Regions from separate parts of the Sus scrofa genome. Here region 1 is linked to region 2. A link is a contact called in public HiChIP or PLAC-seq data. All regions are on one chromosome and are shown on one strand. Each heading gives the region's core, a stretch centred on a gene start, on an enhancer-like site or on the middle of the called end of the contact. The rest is flanking DNA. Distances are from core to core; before and after follow the strand shown.

The links. HiChIP or PLAC-seq counts read pairs in DNA pulled down with a chosen protein or histone mark.
Region 1: an H3K27ac HiChIP or PLAC-seq map of skeletal muscle shows a contact between it and region 2. The contact joins two enhancer-like sites. A contact is called at or near these places in 6 of 47 Hi-C or Micro-C datasets (embryonic fibroblasts, heart right ventricle, mesenteric adipose tissue and 3 more) and 2 of 2 datasets of contacts at active chromatin or transcription factors (alveolar macrophages and skeletal muscle).

What each region holds. Positions count from the first base shown.
Region 1 is chr10:14,511,330-14,514,029 of Sscrofa11.1, reverse strand. No RefSeq gene overlaps it. Among named protein-coding and RNA genes, the nearest start is that of PSEN2, 32 kb to the left of the region's middle. Within about 2 kb of position 1,434, at least 14 of the 83 cell types and tissues checked have an H3K27ac peak or open chromatin away from gene starts, as enhancers often do. A contact at or near this core is called in skeletal muscle, where this site is marked.
Region 2 is chr10:14,387,551-14,390,250 of Sscrofa11.1, reverse strand. All of the region lies in intron 3 of ITPKB (inositol-trisphosphate 3-kinase B), which reads left to right. Among named protein-coding and RNA genes, the nearest start is that of ITPKB, 81 kb to the left of the region's middle. Within about 2 kb of position 1,425, at least 18 of the 83 cell types and tissues checked have an H3K27ac peak or open chromatin away from gene starts, as enhancers often do. A contact at or near this core is called in skeletal muscle, where this site is marked.

The sequences.
Region 1 (2,700 bases), core at 185-2,684, 120 kb before region 2:
AGCAGTAATGGGAAACTAACATACAAACTAACTGCACCACACCTTACCTTTTCAAGAGACAGCAAATAACAGATTTGGAGTTCCTGCTGTGGTGCAGCGGCTTAAAGATCCGGAGTTTCCACAGCCATGGTGTAGGTTGAAGCTTCAGCTGGGATTCAGTCCCTGGTCCAGGAACTTCCCTATGCCATGGGTGTAGCCAAAAAAGGATTAAAAAAAAAAAAAAGAAACAGGTTTATATGTGGTATATACTTGAGACGAATGTAATATTGTAAATCAACTGCATCTCAATTTTTTTAAATAGCAGATTTAAAATAAGTGAATGATATATATTAATAATATATATATAATGCCTATTTTCAGACAATTGTGACTAAAATAAAGGGCCATGTAAAGTGCATATGGGTCATATTGGTGACTCTTTAACATCTTTTGGATAAATACCTTTCTTATTATTAGTCTTTTAGGCCAGAACTACATTTCCCAGGACCCCTTGCAGCTAGGTCACAGGCAAGTGACCCAGGCATCGCCAATCAGATGTACCTTTGTGAGAAGCACCTGGAGGAATTCTTTCCTGGGGGCTCAGTGGAGCAATCATTGAGATCTCAGAGCCACAGGGGTGACAGGGGCAGAGGTCCTGGTGATGGTGTCCTATCTCGGTATCTAATATGCCAACGGCACCTGCACGCCAGCAGTGGTGGGAAGATGATCTGGGTTGCTCCAGGCTGTAGAGCCTCCAGACATGATTTTCTGGACTTCCTGGAAATTCTGTAAGCCACACGATATCCTTCAATAAATCAGCTCACTACTTAGACTGTGGATTTTTTTGTTTGTTTGTTGGCAAGAAGAGGTTGGAGTGATGGAAGGAAGGGTGGCTGACACATCACCTCATGCTATGGTGGTAAGTGGCCGGGCAGTTTTAGCAGCTGGAAGGTGTCAAGTAGCTGGGCAATTTTAGCAGCTGGAAGGCGAAGCATTTTGCTTTTCCAGCCAGGCAGAATTATTCAGTAGGATTAAGCGATGGAGGCCCAAGTGCACATTGGTTCCCAATTACAGCTGTAGAGCATCAGGGCAGCCGCAGAACAGCTGGTCCTCTTTAAGCCTTGAGCAGCCGTGGAGAGACACCAGGGTCCAGATAATGAGCAAGGAGAGCTTCAGATGGGTTTTTTCAGGCTGCCAAAGGGCCCACCTGGGGGAGGTGAGGAATGACTAACCTAGGTTCCTCAGATGCAGGTGGGAGCTGCTAGCAGCAGCAGAGTCAGGTCTCCCCCAGGGGCTAGCCAGGCCTCATTTCCGGTTTGGGGAGCAGTGCCTGAAGCATTCCTGACTTTTCTGGGGCTGAGAGCTCCCCTGGATGAGGCAGCCAGATGTGAGCTGAGCCTTGACACACATCCCGCTTCCAGGAGCTCAGGCTCCGCCTGGAACACTGTCCGGGAGATGACAGATGTGCCTTCTTCTTTGGGTCGGCTTCAGATGAAGTCATCCTTTCCTTCTGGACTCTGTCAGGATGAGTCCCTGGTATTTCTGAGTCACTTGACAGTTTACAAGCACTTGGGAAACCAGAGGTGCTGTGCGAGTGCCTCTGTGCATGAGATTTTATATCGCGCCTTTGCTCCTAAGGATGTGCTGGAAACCCTGAATCGAGATGGTTGAACCCCCCGCCCCATGCATAACTAAATAAATAGTGCTTAAAAAAGGGTCTTGACCCCCAAATTAAATCTCATGTAAGACTTTTGAGAATTTAAGGAGCCTAAAATAAGTGGAAACTGTGAATGGATGTTCAGGAAGGCAAAGGAATTTTAGCTGCTGTGACATCAAATCCGCATCACTGGATGATCCCACCACCTCCAGGGGATGCTGACGGTATTTGCTTGGATCTTCTAAGGGACAAACAAGTAAGGCAGAGTAGTTTTTATATGGTTTCATTTGAAGAACGCTAGTGCCGGGAAGATTTTTTTTTCCTTACAAAATATTGTCAAGGAAAGGTTTTCTGATGACCGATGCCTAAGATCTACCCTTATCCATTTTTATTCCTTTAAGACTAAAATATGCTCACCCGAAGTCTCTAGAAGGGAAACCTTAAGACTGGGTCCTTAATTTGTAGTTTAATAGTAATCAATGTAAGTATTTGATCAGATCCTTTCCAACATCCCTTTAGTAGAGCAGTTTCCCATGAAATTAGTTTCAAGTTTTGATTCGGGGGTGGGGCGAAGGTAAAGAGAACATGAACTGATGAGCTAATTCCATTGAGGAAAAAAAACGTACATTCCCAAGGAACCCTTTCTAGAAGGAAGCTGGAAAGATGTCGTGGACACATCTGCCCTTCCTTAATGCTGTGTGTGCTTTATTCATTACCCTGGGAAGTTTAGCTCCAGAGAGACCTTGCTCTGGGCCTGACCCTACCAGTTAAAAGTTCAAGTAGAATGCTTATAGTAACTAAAATTACTGCCCAGTGCAATACAGAAATCAGTGGTCCATGTTAATGGTGCTTTGTTGATATGGCTGCAGTTGACTGAAATCATTGCAGGTGTGGACACAGTGAGTTCTATGTGAACGATAAAGTCTAGTTAATGCTTCTCTTCCCCAAGTGCATGTTCACGTAAAGCAGAGGCTGTAAGGAAAGGTCTCTATCTCAGGGTCCAACCAACCACTTGGTAGATGTGATGAACACAGGAGAGCAAGGGCCAACCTTCCAATCGAGGG
Region 2 (2,700 bases), core at 176-2,675:
TTCCAGAAAGACTCTGGGTTGGTTGGTTGGTTGGTTGGTTGGTTGGTTGGTTTTATCTTTTCAGGGCCTCAGCAGCAGCATATGGAAGTTCCCAGGCTAGGGGTCGAATCGGAGCTGTAGCTGCCAGCCTCCACCACAGCCAGAGCCATGCCAGATCTGAGCCACATCTGCAACCTACACCCCAGCTCATGGCAATACTGGATCCTTAACCCACTGGGCGAGGCCAGGGATGGAACCTGCATCCTCATGGATGCTAGTCAGATTCGTTTCTGCTGAGCCATGACAGGAACTCTGAAAGATTCTGTTTAAGGCCAGCCCCCAGCAGTTCCAGGGGTCATTTCACCGCAAGGACTAGGCCTGTTGCTGAGGCCCCACTGCCTGCCAGCTGTGGCCCTTGCTCTCTGCACTTGCCTCTTGGAAAGGCCCAGGCTGCCTGGAAGAGGAGGCGATCAGACCTGCTGCTCATTCTACTGAGCAGTCCAGGGTCCCCTCTGTGTGTTTCATCGCACAGACAGGCTCCTGCCCTCAGGGGGCTTATAGCCCACACAACGGAGGTGGGCTGTGTCGTCCGGTGACCTCCGCCCCCCACCCTGCCAACTCAGTGCTTCTGTGTGCAGAGCAGGCGCTATTCAGAGAGAGTTTAATCCTGGAAACCACCCTGCAGGACTTGGGGAAGGGGTCCCATTTTACAGATGAGGAAGCTGAAGCTTGGCAACTTGCCAATACCATCAGCCAGGAATAACAGGATCTAAACCTGGGTTTATCTGGCAGAAAGGTTACATGTTACAAATAACTAATGAGGAGTTGCCTGTTGTGGCTCAGAGCAAAGGAACCCAACTAGTATCCATGAGGATGCGGGTTCCATCCCTGGCCTCGCTCAGTGGGTTAAGGATCCAGTGTTGCTGTGAGTTGTGGTGTAGGTTGCAGACACAGCTCAGATCTGGCATTGTTGTGGCTGTGGTGTAGGCCTGCAGCTGCAGCTCTGGTTTGACCCCTAGACCGGCAATCTCCATAAGCTGCAGGTGCGGCCCTAAAAACAAAACAAAACAGAAACAAATGACCACTGATGCAGCCTGGCAGAGTGATGACGAGCTTGGACCTTGGAGCCAGACTTCCTGGGTTCAAATCTCAACTGTCCATCTGCTGTTACCATTGTAGAGTACCTTGGGTAAGGTGTTCAATCTCTCTGCGTCCTCCTAATACCTCCTAATCAAGCACCTAGCCCTGTGTCTGGCTCCAGTACCTGTCAAGATGAATCACCTAGGTATTACCGTTGCCGGAAGCCCCCACATGCTGTTGGCGCCCACTCCACTGCCTGCCTGGTCCTCCTGGGAACTCAGAAGAAGGGACTTAGCTGGAGGAGTAGCAGTAGGGCTGGGGCGGGCAGGCCTGGGGCAGTCAGGACACTGGCCCCTGTGAGGAAGGGACCGCAAGGGGCCTTGGGGGTGCTGAGTGAGCAGTCCCAGGCCTTTAGTGCCAGTTGTTTGCTGACTAGTAAGGACCTTCAGTAAATTTCCACCCTCTGTAACTCAGCTTTGTTTTTTTGCATTTTGACCAAATTAAAAATAAAATCTCTGGGGAGGGGTGGACAAGGCAAAGGGAGGGAAGAGACCTGCTCGAGTAGTGCAGGGGCGGCCTTACCAGCTGGGCAGAACCCCGGACGCCCTTTCCCAGAGGAAAGGCTGAGCATTTCTGTCCTGTGAGCTTTGTCCCTGAGGAAGTCAGCTCCCAGAGGCCGCCAGCCCCCCCCCCCCGCTCCTCCCTCCCCCCCCCCCCCCCGCGCCGTTTCCTCCTATTGTTGCTCCCCCCTGGGCTGCAGCGGCCCAGCAGTGGGAGAGGTGTGCTGGGCCTCTGTGCGCCAAAGCACTTCCTATGCTTTCAGCGGCTTCTCCCTCTCCCCTCTTTCCTCTCGCCCCCATTATTTTTAGTTCTTAAGAGGATGGAGTCCAGCAGGGAGGAGGAAGGAGGAGCCAAGTCAGTGACCTTCTGGATCAGAGATGGAACATTGGCCGGGCCCTGCCTGGTTGGGAGTATGAGGAGCCATTCCATTTTGGGTGAAAGATACCTCCGTTCTTGGGTGAAAACCAAAAAAAAAAAAAAAAAAAAAAAAAAAAAAAGGGGGAGGTGGGCTGGTTTGGCAAGATTGCAAGCCTCTCTGTTGCCAGCTCCTGTAAAGTTAGGGAGAGGGACGCGGGTGGGTCTGGAGCCGCGCTGAGTGGAAGGGATTACACCAGACTGCAAGCAGCCCCAGGGCCTTGTGCGGGCATGTGAAAAGACTCCTGGAGTGGACCCAGCTCTCCTGGAGCCTGGTGGTATGGCATGAACCCCAGGCAGAGGGAACAGCAAATCCACACAAGGATGCTCCCTGGAGATGTTTCTGGAACAATCCAGGCTTCAGCAGGTGAGCATAAAGAGTTTTGAGGAGTTCCCGTCGTGGCGCAGTGGTTAACGAATCCGACTAGGAACCATGAGGTTGCGGGTTCGGTCCCTGCCCTTGCTCAGTGGGTTAATGATCCGGCGTTGCCGTGAGCTGTGGTGTAGGTTGCAGACGTGGCTCGGATCCTGCGTTGCTGTGGCTGTGGTGTAGGCCAGTGGCTACAGCTCCGATTCGACCCCTACCCTGGGAACCTCCACATGCCGTGGAGTCCCGGCTCTGCGCTGGGCCTGTACAATTTTCTGATGAGTGCCACGGCTGGTGGT